Linked DNA regions of Mus musculus: regions 2, 3, 4 and 5 are each linked to region 1. The links are chromatin contacts, called in public Hi-C and promoter capture Hi-C maps. All regions are on one chromosome and are shown on one strand. The core of a region is the stretch at or near the end of the contact, and the rest is flanking DNA. Distances in the headings are between cores, read along the strand shown. Region 1 holds the start of Fbxl7 (F-box and leucine-rich repeat protein 7). Region 2 overlaps Fbxl7 (F-box and leucine-rich repeat protein 7). Region 3 overlaps Fbxl7 (F-box and leucine-rich repeat protein 7). Region 4 has its middle 27 kb from the start of Gm23903. Region 5 overlaps Fbxl7 (F-box and leucine-rich repeat protein 7).

Region 1 (2,627 bases), core at 49-2,548:
GGAAGACAGCCCTGCTGTCTACTCATTTTTAGATTGATTTTGTGTTTTCTAGCAGAATCTTGTAGGGAGCCCATCATAAATTAATTTTAATTTTAATGTTTTTAATTTTATCTCATTAGACAAGTGTTTAGGAATTACACATTACTGTTTAGATATTTTAAAAGACATTAAAACATTCTTTTATGGCTTTGGAGTAGAAGACAAAAAAGGTTCCCAACACAATAATTATTCTGTTCTATCTTTGAACGTTTACACGTTTACTTAAGAATATGGTATCTGCATGGTTAAGGATAGATTTTAAACTTTGAAACATAATGTTTTATCTTTAATGAAGAGCATTGTAGGAACTCATCTAAGGAGAATTTACAAGAAGTCAAATCATCTCATAAGAAGCCATTGTTTACTAACTCCTGGGTTTCTATTCAAGAATTATGTATATATAAAGATAAACATATCACTAAGCTTTAATTTAATTTACAACATCTGTAAGGAGAAACTGCTGCGTGTTCGTTTCACCACCAAAAAAATCTGCGTGAACAACGTTCTGATCTTCAGTGAGACTTTCTAGGCACTTACATAGAAATGGAGTAGGACATTAAGATTCTCTATCTTTTTTTTTTCCCTATTTAATGGAAGGAACACCAAAGGGCGATTTAAAGGAGGAGGGGGCTTTGCAAACGCCACGTAAATCTCCAAACGAAGTAGTAAGTTACTAAATAAAAGATGGCATCAACTACAAGAAGAAAAATAAATAAATAAATGAGGAGGGAAAAAAAAGTCGTGTCTCGGAAGCTTTCAAAACTTCAGAGCCAGGAAACCTCCTTCTCAGGGCGGGGAATGTCTTTGCTCTCCAGAGACCACTCCCTTGCTAAGTTCCTCTCAAGTTTTCCTTACCCCTCCTCCATTCCTCGCGTTAGCCCCGAAACCCAAGGAGCCGCTGGAGATTGCCAGCACAGGTACCAGAAATGTGCCAGAACCGGACACTGACTGCATGTTTCTAGTAAACGTCACAAATGGGCCATTTTTTTTGTAGACAACTCCAGGGGAATTCGAAGAACGTCTTGAAGCCCACAGTCCACAGAAAACACAGCGCGCAGCACGGTCCTTCACGCCGGAGGGTTCGCGAGTGGCACGGAGAGCCAGAGCCCTGGCGGGGACCAGGAGCCGGAGCCCGGAAAAGGCGTGCTGCCCCTTTAAAAGGCCGCGCATCTCCGGGCCGGCCTTCCTCCCGGGGGCTCCAGCTGTGATTGACGCTGGGCGGCGAGAGGAGGCGCCTGGCGCTAACAAAAGTCCGGCCCGCAGGCGAGCAGCGCCGGGCCACAAGTCTCTGCTCACTCGGGGCACCGCAACAAGTGGCCGCCGCGCCCTCCCCGGGGAAGCCGCGGACGCACGGGGGCGCAGGGCGGAGGCGGAGGCCGAGGAGCCGGACAGCCTGGGGCAGGCGCGGCTCGGCTCGCACGGCTGGGGACCGCGGAGGCGCATGGGGACCCCACGGCGGTGGAGCGGCGAGTCTAGGGGCGGCACCCGGGCGCGGGCTGTGCTTCGCGCTGCTCCCACTCGCCCGGAGCGCGGAATCTGAGAGCTCCGGTGGTTGCTCTGGAGCTGGCTCGCCACCCTCGGGGGTGCCAGGAGCGGACCTAGTCCCACCCCTCCGGTCGCAGAGCACTGCGGACCCCCAAGCCCAAATCGGCCCTTGGAAGGGGCATGTGCAGCTAAGGGTCCGGTCCTGCCCGCTTTCCTCTGCCCCGCCGCCTGGGAGGTGCGCCCCAGCTATGCAGTGTCCAGGGAGGAGGCGGGCATGACGGCGACAGGATGGGCGCGAACAATGGCAAACAGTACGGCAGTGAGGGTGAGTGGGCCGAACGTACCCCCTCCCCCGACTCCCGGATCGCGCCCCCTCCCTTTCCTCTCGCACACAGCTCAGGCGCACCCTACTTTGGTGACGTCGGGGTAGCCGGCTTCCCTTTGGGCTCTGCTTGATCCAGTCTCTGGTACCTGGACGTGCCTTTCCACCACTGGGGTCTCTTAAGCAATTTTCCAGGTTGTCTTTAGGACTGCTCAAGTTGCATTTCTGCTGTGTTTCTGAACACGTGTGCCCCAGCTTTTCCTTCTCTGCGCACCTTGGTCTAGGTGATGGTTTGGCAGAGAATTGAAGCAGTCAAAACTTTCCCAGGCCTTTTTGTGCTTTAGTCCTCTGGACTTCCTCCTATCAGGAAAAAAACTTCGGGAAGAAGTTAAGCTTCCATTCTTTGCTAACTGCCCTGGTCTGACAGGTCTGTGAAACTAACCACCTATGGGTCCCGCGAGGCATGGAGTGGCTGGGAGCTTTGTCTGGGCTCTCTCGAGGCTCAAGACAGGCAGAGCACCATCTGTTACTCGGGGCTGGAAATTGCACAGAAATATTGCCTGTCAAGTGAGTACTTGGAAGTTGGGGGAAACTTTAAACTCCGCCTACTCCTAAAGGGATGATGGATGTGTGGGTTGCCTCCTCAGTCCCGCCTTCCCCGCTTTGCATAATACCAGTAGTGTTTTAACCCCTGTGATTAACAGCATGTCCCTGATATGCACAAAGCAAAGACATTTTCTACAGTTCAAGAGTTAAGGTCTGTATCGAGTGAACCTGGTTG
Region 2 (2,627 bases), core at 50-2,549, 240 kb after region 1:
ATGAGTAAAGATCTATTTTAGCTGAGAATAGAGTTGACAAGAGTATACCACAGACATGTTGAGTCAGGCCAACCTTTTACAGATTGAAAAGCACAGAATAGGAATTCTCTTTTCATACATTTTAAAAGTTAACACCACCACACACACACACGCACGTACACACACACACACACACACACACACACACACACACACACACACGACTTTTGCTTACTCAGTAATACTGGGAGAGAGAGAGAATAAGTGTCATAAGTTGAATGGAACCCATTTTACAATTCATGATGTTTTGCTTATACTTTGATGGCATTTGTGTAATTGAGACATGTACATTCTAGAATGTTCAATCATGGAAATTACTTTCTATATCTACCTGCCCTCCCCCTACATACTCAGTAGAAAGTTACCTAGGAATGTGATAGCTCATGACCTTCTTCTCAACCCCAACTCTGGCGCCATCAAGTACAAACTACATCTTTATTTACTTGACATTTAGTTCGATATTCTCCACACCTCAGATTCCTTCCAGATTTAACACTCACCAGGAATGATAATGAATGGGAATCAGAAACTGATTTTGTGAGCTTGATATTGATTTTCATGGGATTTACAGGAAAAACTTGCAAGTTTCACAGAACTAGTGCCCTTTTGATTTGTTTCAGCTAATTCAGAATTTCAGCATGGCGTAAGACTTACCTAGTAAGTTAAGTCAATACAGTCCCCTGCCAATTCTACTGTCAGATGTATTCTCCAACTCCACCACCATTGCGGTCTTTGCTGGGACATACCAGACATTCAAGTGCTTATCCAAGTTTTCACTTGAATTTACTGAGATTTTAAAATCTAAGGCATGAAGAACAGCCAATCTTTCTTTTTTTTTTCTTTTTTCTTTTTCTTTTTTTTTTTTTGGTCAGGATTAAAGACAGAAAACTGCACCATGTCATGGGTTCTTCCACGCCAAATGGAAGCCCTTCGTAACAGGGTTCCCCAGGTGACAAGAATAAGGATGAACTTGTTCAAAAAGTAAGCACATCCGAGTCCGTAGATTCTGTTAGTGATCATTATGAAAATTAGTGAGCAATAGATGCTACTCTGTATGTGGATGAATATAATAAGCATGAGACTGCAAGTCACACTTGTGGAATAGCCAAGATATGTACAATAGTTTTGTTGTTATCCCCCACCCCTGCCCCAAATCCCATTCTGCTCAGGGAACACCTCCATTTTAAAGCTGGTTAATACAGAAGATGATGGATTTAGACCCATGTTCCCATGGAAACAACCAATTATAAATGCAATCTGAAGAGATGGAATGCAGCTGCCAAAACTCGCAGGGAAAAACTGATCCGGGTTGGCAACCTTCTAGAAACCTCTGCTAACGGCTTTTGCCAGTTTTCCTTAGCCCTGGCCGGCAAGCTTCTCTCCGAGCAAACATCTTGCACCCATTTACTAAGTGCTGCATCTGCAATACATTCGAAAGGGTAATTGTGTCTGGATCGCAGCATATATGATGTCGAGGCAAGAAAAAAATTCTCACATTTTTTTGGGTAATTTCTCTCAGATGTTTCTTGTAACTTCATGGCATCAGCATCAGCACAGGAGAGAGAAAGAAATCTCTCATAATCTATCTTTATATTCATAAGACTCGCTTTAAATATTCCTGTGTTCACATGTATAACAATGCATTTTGTTTAAATCATCATAAAACTGGAAGAAAATGCATGAACTACCAATCAATAGTTCTAGTATTTAACCCATGTACCACTCCATAGCTCTGCATATCTGCATTGCTCATGCCTTACTAATCTGCATATTCTTGTGTTTTATTTTCAGGGAAAAGCAGTATGACAATATAGCAATTTACAAAATAGATGAATTAAAATAGAAGATCATTTTTTCCATAAATCTGAGCCTGTAGAGCTTTCTTAAAATTTTATTACCAAAAGAAATCAGCATAGATGCAGCTTGGCATGTGGATGAATGTGCTTGCCCACCCCTCCTCTTACTTGCATCAGAAGAAGACATCGCTCCTTTGTATATCAAAAAAAAAAAAAAAAAAAAAAAAAAAAAAAAAAAAAAAAAAAAAAAAAAAAACCGAGGAAGGCAAATGTCAAAGGAAACAGATCAGAAGTCCCCTTTTACAGTTACTCGTGCAACTCGGGACAAATCCTCTCCTTATCCCTTGAGATGCTGGAGCATTTTTATACCATGCTCTTCTTCTAGCTTAAAATTAAATGCACCTGGATATCAACTCATATTATAGTGAATAATAAGGCTTTGGAATCTTAACTTTAAAATTTGCTTATGCTTAGAAATCTCCGATTTAAAATATGCGAATAGCATGTCCTCTCGCATCTACCTGTGCCTCTTGGAGGCTAAAGAATGTAACGGGTAATGCTGAAAAGCATATTTAATTAGCATGAAATGATAAACAGCTGCTGTGTTCAACTCTTGGTATAAGACTTTGAGACTGACACAATTACTGTACACATGGTACAGTTTTGAAAAGTGAAAGAAAAGTTGAATTAAAATGTAAACGTATGATACGTAGAACTTCTGAGTCCTAGGAGACATGCAGGGATTTTCCTTTTAAGGAAACTGGCCATATATAGTTTGAAAACCCCTACTAC
Region 3 (2,627 bases), core at 56-2,555, 220 kb after region 1:
GAAATAAAGAAGTTTGTTGACATACATGCACACATATTTTAGTAGTCTGCTCTGGGCTAGATATTCTTTAGTTATAGGAGGGAAACTAGTAATGTATTAAGGATCTTGTCTTCGTGGTACTCATATACTAAGGACGCAATCAACTCAACAATATTATAATTGTATTAAACTGTTAGTCCCCAGAGTAGATAGGGTGATTAAGGAAGTGAGGCACTGGGGATGGTGACAGGTTCTCACAAAGGTTCTCCGGGAAGCTGGGAATAACCACAAAATCCAGGAACTATGCATTTCCAGTAGTACCAAGAAAGGAGGAATATGGTTTTAAAAAAAAAGTATTTGAGGCCGGAGTATGCTCAAACTGTTTTCCAAACAGGTTGTGGATGCTGTATTTGCTACGGAGTGAGCTGACAGAAATGTGGTCTCATGCAAAGACATAAGACAGAAATGACAGAGTTTGTAAAGTCTCAGAACATATCCCTCTGGTATCGTGTGGGGGTGGGGGAAAGAGGGGGAACCCTAGTTTCATCCCTGTGAAAGAAAATGAAGAGGGGAGTAGGAAATCACAGGTACAGTCTGTAGTACATAGATGCAATATGGATTTCAAGTAGATGGGCCCTTACATGGTGATATGCAGACAACGTTCCTCTGAGCACAGGCTCCCATTGATCAAATGCCAAGGCAATTGTTCTGTGATCCCACCAACCCCCAGGCTGCCAAGAGGACCCAGCTTTGTCAGTTCCAACCTTTACTTATGATTTATACTAAGGTGATTTGGGGACAAGCCTGAAACCATGAGCCCAGCAGAGAACAGTGGGATTGTGAAGATCAGTGTGAGGCCAGGCTTTTATGATGTTTCTACCTGAACCTAAAGGCAGGCAGAAGCCAAGTGGGTTGACTGGTAGATAAGAGCCTGCACTGGCGCAATTAAGCAATAAAAGCCATGAACAGATTGGCTGTTACTGTTTTCATTTTGTCCTTTATGATTGATAATGGATATTTTCTCAGCTGATACTTTATCAAAATATGGGTAACAGCCTGTGTTGTCTGTGACCTCCCAGTAGAGACTGTTCAGGCAAAGGAAATGGAGAGGCTCTAGTCAGCTGCGATGTAACTAAGGATGCAACACCAGATCAATTGATGTCTAGCCAAAAGTAAACAGTGTTATCTAGAGTTTTCATCTGTTACTTACTCTTCCATCCATAAATATTGTCCTACAGTTTTGTTTATCCATGTGCTTGTGTCTGCTTCTCACCCCATCTCCTCACCTCTTTCTGTTTCGCCAACTGGGGCAGCTGAACTTGGCCTCTTGCCCGGCTCATTGTAAGGAATTAAGCTGGCCTGTTCTAGTATTTGGCTGGTAATTCTTTTCATTAACCCTAAATGTTTAAACATCTTCTGGCTCCATCCCAATCTCAGTCTGGCAATGTTACCTCTTCCCGTGGTACTCAATCAGGAGTAATTTTGTACTCCAGGGAGTTTTTGGAAAAGCCTGGAGACCTTTAGCTTGGCATGCTGTAAGTTGAAATGAGCAGGGTTGCATAGCATTATACTTCGAGTAGGAGAGCCCTGGTAACAATGAACCACATGACCCCAGGTTCCTGAATTGACAGAGGTAAAGAACTGTGACCTATATTCCACAATTAATTCATGTAGATGTTTGATCCTACAGATGAGTTATAGATGGTTTCTGATGGGAAATATATTAGTATAATCTAGCAAAAGAAATGTAAACATGACAAGGAAGGGGACCAGGAAAAGAAAGAGGAAACAAATAGAGGAAGAAAGAGGAAAGAGAAGAGGGAAGAGAAGAGAAGAGAAGAGAAGAGAAGAGAAGAGAAGAGAAGAGAAGAGAAGAGAAGAGAAGGGAAAAGGGAAAAGGGAAAAGGGGGAAAAGGGGGAAAAGGGGGAAAAGGGGGAAAAAGAGGGAAAAAAAGAGGGAAAAAAAGAGGGAAAAAAAGAGGGAAAAAAGAGGGAAAAAAGAGGGAAAAAAAGAGGGAAAAAAAGAGGGAAAAGAGGGAAAAGAGGGAAAAGAGGGAAAAGAGGGAAAAGAGGGAAAAGAGGGAAAAGAGGGAAAAGAGGGAAAAGAGGGAAAAGGGGAAGGGGAAGGGAAAGGGAAAGGGAAAGGGAAAGGGAAAGGGAAAGGGAAAGGGAAAGGGAAGTTAAAGAATGAGCCTATACCCAGAACGTGTGTTATCCATTACTATGAAGAGTGGTGTGAGGTGCTCTTTAAAATTTTATAGCTACCAACTGAGCTTGTGGGCAATGGTGTTAAGAACTTTGGACCAAACCTGTTCAAGGTGCTCATCTCCAGTTATTCTAGTGTTGTTGATTCATGAAAACCTCATAATGAAGACAGCTGAATAGACATTCATACTAGTTATAGAATTATTTTGAAAGAATGTGTCCCTCCTAGGTCTGAATTCCTAATTATTTTTTGAATACAAAGTGGTGAGCCATGAAATCATATACAGACATGGAAGAATTACTGACTCAGGGGGTTATTTATGTGTTTGTATGTATGTGTGTGTGTGTAAAAATTTTAATCAACGAAAAAGATGCTATTAGTTTGCTAGGGTATGAGGGGCAAACATGGGAGTGGTTGGAGGGAATAAAGGGAATGGAAAAGT
Region 4 (2,627 bases), core at 91-2,590, 190 kb before region 1:
ATTATCCAGAATATTAAGCTCTCCAAACAATAAAATAAACTGACAGTCAAGTGCTTCCACAGAGTTTGGACCTGTTAAATAATTTTCATGTTTGTTGATTTCATTCATAATGGAACACAAGTGTTCACAGCCCCTTGCACACTTACCAATAGTCTGGGAATGTGGTATCATATGGAAATGAGCATTAGTACTCAGAACAACTGTGCCAGTGGGCGTGGATTGCCCCTCTGTTTACCTTAATGAAAATCTTATTCACAGCCAGATTTTTTTCCTTCCTATTTTTGGGATTTGGCCTGAGGGATTTTGCAAATGTACACTGTGGACTGATTCCTGGCACCTGCATACTAGTACTAGAGAGATGAGCATCTTGTACAATTTAGGCAAGAAGAGTGAGATTTTACAGCTCCCCAGCATTAGTTAACAATGTGCAATGAGCTTTGTCTTGAGTACAATGAGCTGGTCTCACCTCGAGCTACTCCGTTTACCAACATTTTCCTAGGGTGAAAAAATTTTGAGTCACACAAAGATATTTAAATATATGAGTAGGTTTCCCAAGAGAGTAAATACCTGCTCTTGGGTAAAGTGGCACATGTGGATGAGGGAAGAGACTGATTTGTGCATCTTCCTAGTGCCATGAGGGAGTGGCCTGAGTGGAAGCAGCAGGGGTCTTCAGGCTGTCAAGTCTGATGCCAAGTTTTACTTAAAAGCTGATAGCTGTGTGACCAAGCACACCTCAGGAATTAGGTGTTGAGGGTCCTCGGACATGAGGTGGGGATAAGAATTTCTGCTTTCCTCCTTCATGTGGCTGTGTGGAATCATAAATAGACAACATGCCTCTACATGCTGCTGATGTGTTATGCCAGTGTGTTCTTATGGTTAATTTAGGATCATTAGCGAAGTGTCGTGAAACAAACTTGAAAAAGCACAAATGTGCACATGTTTAATTTCTTGAGATAGAGAGAGTGTAGCAAAGCTATAGGATCAGGAAAGTTCTCACTCTGCACCCCCCACACAGGGGATCATCCTCCTTGACACTTTCCAGCCCCTATGGGGATTCTAACCTCCTGCCAAAGCACAGGTTTGGGTCTGGATAACTCAGCTCTTTTAGATTGAAAAAATAGATATCTTTTTTTTTTTTCCAGAGAAACTTTCAAAGGGGGAAACAAGCATCCCTGACACAGACAGAAGTCACATGATAGAGATCATACAGTTTCTCCTGAGCTGGATTTAATTAGAAGTTGCTGGAAGTATTTGGCATGCAGGCAGCTGCTGTCAGGTCTGCACAGCATTTCCCAGGCCCGGAACAGCTGTATGTAGTTTTCTTTCTCTTTCCAAGTAGACCTAAGTAGAAACCTGTTCTGTTCTGGCATGACTCTGCAGTCATTCTCGAGAACTAATCAGATCAGCTTAAGGAATACATGAGAAAGATCCGAGTGTTTTATATCTAAATAATCCTTTACCCTTATTTTGGTGACGCTGTCTCAGTGTGCGTTCCCTACGGGCCTGTGAAAAGTTTTGAGGGAGAAAAACTTCAAGGGATGGGGAGATGGTTGAGGCCCTAAAGTATCAACTACACAAGGCAAAATGGAACTGAATTTCAGTCCCTAGTAGCTTAGTCAAATGTTGGACATGGTTGTATGCCTCTGTAATCTGAGACTTGGGGAGATAGAGGCAGAAGCTTCACCGGAGTTTACTGGTAAGCTGGGCTTGCCAGGTAGATAAGCCTCTGGCTCAGAGAGAGAGAGGCAACGTTTAAAAGATGAGGGTGGACAGTGATAGAGCAAGATACCTGGAATTGACCTTTGGTCTCCTCTTGCATGGTACACACATGCAAGCAAATCACTGTCCCCATGTGCACACACATGAGCATGTGGGAATGCAATCATCATACGCACATACCTACACACAATTAAAACCAGGTAACTACATACTTCAACATACCCCGGAAGTGGTTGAAGAGGGTCACGCAACTTTCAGGGGTAAACCTCAAAACCCCTCAAACTCACGTGAGCTGGTGCATTCTTTAGTCTAGGTGGTTGGAGAGTGATATTAAATATCACACAGGAGGAAGGGTGTGGGCAGCTTCTGCTATCCAGGTGGATGGGTTCCATAGAACCTTGGTCAGAGGCAAATTCCAGGGAAAATAGCCTTTTTTTGGGTTCTCGGTGAAACACCTTTCCTTTACTAGGGGTAATACGGGGCTATATAAATCTTGGGGAGAGGGTAGGGGTTTGGGGGTGAGTGTGCAATATTGGATGAGGCTGAGGTGATGGAAATGCTTCATTTGCAGGAAGAGGAATTCTAGGTGCTGGCTGGACAAGTCCTTCTAGGGAGAGAGGAAGTTAAGCCTGTAATTTGGCCACCAGGCTACATTGCTACCTTAATGGTGGCAGAGGTGGGGGTCACACAGTCAAAGTGAGCTAGGATATGCAGACCCAGAGCAAGAAAGCAGACAGTTCGACTCCTGTCCATCCCAGGATGAAATTTTGGGGATTTGGCTATGTCTTAACCTTCCTCTTGCTCCTGACTGCCTCCCCATGTTGGCAGATTTCCACCCCCACAGAAGGGGTTCTGCAGTTCGCACTTACTGAAAAGTCAGATGCCCGGTGACATGGCGGTTCTTGCCT
Region 5 (2,627 bases), core at 42-2,541, 160 kb after region 1:
CCTGAGAGCTCCCATTCTGGTCTGTCAGAGCATAACCTTGTTCTGGGCCTCTTGTGTTTATACATCTTAAGTCCTCAGATGGCCTGCAGCTGATATGATCACCAGGTGTTGACTTGGGTGCTAGGGATCTGATCTTGGTTTTTCACATTTGCACAGTAAGCCCTCGATCCACTGAGCCATCTTCTCAACTCTGACCTTGCCATAAAAGGAATGATATGTCAGTATTCAGTATCATCATAGAAGCGATGTACTGCTTTAACATTATGTTTTCATGACTTACCAATGTCTTCTTTTTATAACACATTGATCTAAATGCTTATGTGCAGCTGCAAAAGTACAATCCTCTTCATCAGTAAGTAACTGATGACCCAAAACATATCTCTGAGAGCTCTGAAAGGGTACTGGGTCGGAGGAGAGCTACTGTTGCATGCTTTACCATGGTTAAAGCTCAGTTGGTAGACATTATCTCCTATTCCATGCTTTTAGACACTGGAGAAACATGTTTCTGTCCGAGGTTCCCTACGTGTTGAAAACACGTGTGAGCATAGAGGCTCACTTGGTTTCATTATGTGCATCTAGAGCTTCAGACACTGTTTAGTCATAACAAATAGACTGTAACGCTTATTATTGCTCCTGTAGTGCTTCCAAAAGCCAAGAAGCAGTGCTACTTAATTTATGATGGAGAGGAGGGCAAAAGGGGTGTTGCATATTCATGTAATGTTTGCTTCAAGTGCACAATTACTCAGTTACCCTAGTGGTGCAGGGGTGACTGGGCATAGTCTCTGGCAACCTGAAACTCAACTTTTCTTGTTTTTGAAACCCTCTACTCACTGAATCATTTACTGTTGTTTTTAACGAATCAGCTTAGTGTCTGCAGGATGCCATGATGTGACTGTACCGAGGCACTTCTAGGTTCTGTGACCTTGTTTTTGGAATGTCATGTAGGAGAGAGGCTGGGCTTTGTCAGCATAGAGCAGCAACCAAGGTCACCTTCAGGGAACTTCTCCACTCTGTGGAGGTCTGACTTGTGTTTCCTGTAGACAAGTCTCAAAAAGGATTGCTGAATGAGGCCTCCCAGTATACTCTAGTTGACTCAGCTCTTATCAGTTGTGCTTTAAAATGTAAACCATGTTTGAGGGCAGATTATAGCGAAGGGGGGAAGTCTTAGTGTGTAAGTGGGGTCAGGGGTGGGTGTTTGTTTCACATCTGAAATCCTCTTTAGAGGATATCTGAAAAGGCTGCCATATTGTCACACAGCCCCTTGGGGTACACCTGTTCCCGAGAAGGGGAGCAGATGGTAAGTGTAGGAGATTGAGGCTGGGCCTGATGACTCATCTCCTCTGTCCTCCAAATTTTACCATAAACTGTTCAGCAAACAATTTTTCTGAAATGCTCTAATTTACTGAATTTTTTTCCACTTCAAAGATCAGAAGTTATAATCTTTTTTTTTTCCTATCAACTTTCAAATATATTTGTCTCCCTTTAACCTTCTTAAGCTCTAGTCTTTGTATATGGAAAGGGAGAAATGGTAATGTCTGCCAAAGGCTCTTAGACAATGAAACTTCAGATTATAAAAGCCTGTTAAGTTTCGAGTGCGATTATTGTTTAGATAATGTTCAACATATTGTGAGATATAATGGCAAACATGCCCTGGCAGCCCACACCACCTGCCCACCCATTCACCACTTCTGTCAATCATGTGCTCACATCCAGCTTTCTTTTGCAGCGTCCTCATAAACCATTTTGCAAAATTATAGTGGTACATGCACAAATAAACCTAGGTGCCTGCTCTTAAGAAACATAGGAGCTGAGAAAAGCTGGAGAAACTTAACCTGATACACTGCGTTAGTATATTTCCTATTAGTGTAACAGAATGCCAAGAGATGGAGCGGTTGATAAAGAGAAGATTCTTCAGCTCAGTTCTGAGCATGGCATCGGCAAGAGATTAGTCTAGATCTTCTCACATATCATGGAGAGGCAGAGAGCTTCGTCTGGGAGAGGACACGCTTACATAATAAGCTAGAGTCAAGGGAAGATCCGAGGAGTGCTCCTTGCTATCTACCCTCTGCAGAAAACTAACCTGGATCTCGTAGGAGAAGGCCCTCAGTGCTACACCACTAACTAGGTAGATGTCCTTAAAGAGCCCCCAGCTAAGTGACATCACTGCCAACACAGAACATTGGAGAACATGTTCAAATAGTAGCAATCGAGAATGCTCCCTAGCTTTAGCCCCTTCCCAGGTCTCACATTCTGCCACGTGTTAGGTTCACAGCAATCCAATAGTGCCTGCATTTAAAACTGACTGTGCGAGCATACTTACTTCCTTTTGCTTTCAATGTGCTGCCTGGAACGTCACAGGAGCAGCCTGAGCAAATGCCTCTACCAGATTAGCCTGGAAGTAAGCCTGTAGTAAATTTTCTTGATCAGTGATTGATATTGGAGGGACCACCCTATAGGCAGTGGTACCACCCTGGACAGATAGTCATAGATGGTATAAGAAAGGAGGCCGATCCTGTGGCTGCTCTTCTGGAGCCAGATGAGGTGCTCAAGGAGTCTGTCCTGCCTTTCTTGATGTTGGACATGGAGGAGGTAGGCCTGAGTCTGAAGCTCTTCATCCAGACCCTCGA

Evidence for each region. Promoter capture Hi-C pulls out the DNA fragments that hold promoters and counts their contacts. A called contact is a pair of places that touch in the nucleus more often than the background predicts.
Region 2: a contact with region 1 is called in a promoter capture Hi-C map of second pharyngeal arch cranial neural crest. The contact joins the enhancer-like site here to the promoter of Fbxl7 in region 1. A contact is called at or near these places in 15 of 39 promoter capture datasets (the SN4741 cell line, cancer-associated fibroblasts, cranial neural crest and 9 more), 9 of 484 Hi-C or Micro-C datasets (Sertoli cells, cortical neurons, embryonic fibroblasts and 3 more), 9 of 115 datasets of contacts at active chromatin or transcription factors (cardiomyocytes, craniofacial prominence, embryonic basal ganglia and 6 more) and 3 of 9 other capture datasets (adipose tissue, liver and pancreatic islet).
Region 3: a contact with region 1 is called in a Hi-C map of the N1E-115 cell line, with 7 times the contacts expected there. The contact joins the enhancer-like site here to the promoter of Fbxl7 in region 1. A contact is called at or near these places in 4 of 39 promoter capture datasets (cranial neural crest, frontonasal cranial neural crest, liver and 1 more), 3 of 484 Hi-C or Micro-C datasets (the N1E-115 cell line, embryonic stem cells and nephron progenitors) and 3 of 115 datasets of contacts at active chromatin or transcription factors (cardiomyocytes, craniofacial prominence and embryonic stem cells).
Region 4: a promoter capture Hi-C map of cranial neural crest shows a contact between it and region 1. The contact joins the enhancer-like site here to the promoter of Fbxl7 in region 1. A contact is called at or near these places in 6 of 39 promoter capture datasets (cranial neural crest, liver, maxillary cranial neural crest and 2 more) and 1 of 115 datasets of contacts at active chromatin or transcription factors (stem cell-derived neural progenitor cells).
Region 5: a promoter capture Hi-C map of hippocampal neurons shows a contact between it and region 1, with 2.3 times the contacts expected there. The contact joins the enhancer-like site here to the promoter of Fbxl7 in region 1. A contact is called at or near these places in 3 of 39 promoter capture datasets (hippocampal neurons, liver and maxillary cranial neural crest), 4 of 484 Hi-C or Micro-C datasets (the N1E-115 cell line, granulosa cells, nephron progenitors and 1 more) and 1 of 9 other capture datasets (adipose tissue).

The regions. Positions count from the first base shown.
Region 1 is chr15:26,894,235-26,896,861 of GRCm38.p6, reverse strand. Fbxl7 (F-box and leucine-rich repeat protein 7) reads left to right here and starts at 1,298. Exons shown (of 4, transcript NM_176959.3): 1 at 1,298-1,849. The coding sequence starts at 1,813.
Region 2 is chr15:26,653,918-26,656,544 of GRCm38.p6, reverse strand. All of the region lies in intron 2 of Fbxl7 (F-box and leucine-rich repeat protein 7), which reads left to right. Among named protein-coding and RNA genes, the nearest start is that of Gm52205, 10 kb to the left of the region's middle. Within about 2 kb of position 1,299, at least 10 of the 459 cell types and tissues checked have an H3K27ac peak or open chromatin away from gene starts, as enhancers often do. A contact at or near this core is called in craniofacial prominence, hippocampal neurons and second pharyngeal arch cranial neural crest, where this site is marked.
Region 3 is chr15:26,672,134-26,674,760 of GRCm38.p6, reverse strand. All of the region lies in intron 2 of Fbxl7 (F-box and leucine-rich repeat protein 7), which reads left to right. Gm52205 (a long non-coding RNA gene) reads right to left here. Exons shown (of 3, transcript XR_003951617.1): 3 at 2,412-2,627. Among named protein-coding and RNA genes, the nearest start is that of Gm52205, 8.2 kb to the right of the region's middle. Within about 2 kb of position 1,305, at least 9 of the 459 cell types and tissues checked have an H3K27ac peak or open chromatin away from gene starts, as enhancers often do. A contact at or near this core is called in the N1E-115 cell line, where this site is marked.
Region 4 is chr15:27,088,039-27,090,665 of GRCm38.p6, reverse strand. No RefSeq gene overlaps it. Among named protein-coding and RNA genes, the nearest start is that of Gm23903, 27 kb to the right of the region's middle. Within about 2 kb of position 1,340, at least 6 of the 459 cell types and tissues checked have an H3K27ac peak or open chromatin away from gene starts, as enhancers often do. A contact at or near this core is called in second pharyngeal arch cranial neural crest, where this site is marked.
Region 5 is chr15:26,729,600-26,732,226 of GRCm38.p6, reverse strand. The region is part of intron 2 of Fbxl7 (F-box and leucine-rich repeat protein 7); the gene reads left to right. It also overlaps the pseudogene Gm6330. Among named protein-coding and RNA genes, the nearest start is that of Gm52205, 66 kb to the right of the region's middle. Within about 2 kb of position 1,291, at least 14 of the 459 cell types and tissues checked have an H3K27ac peak or open chromatin away from gene starts, as enhancers often do. A contact at or near this core is called in granulosa cells and hippocampal neurons, where this site is marked.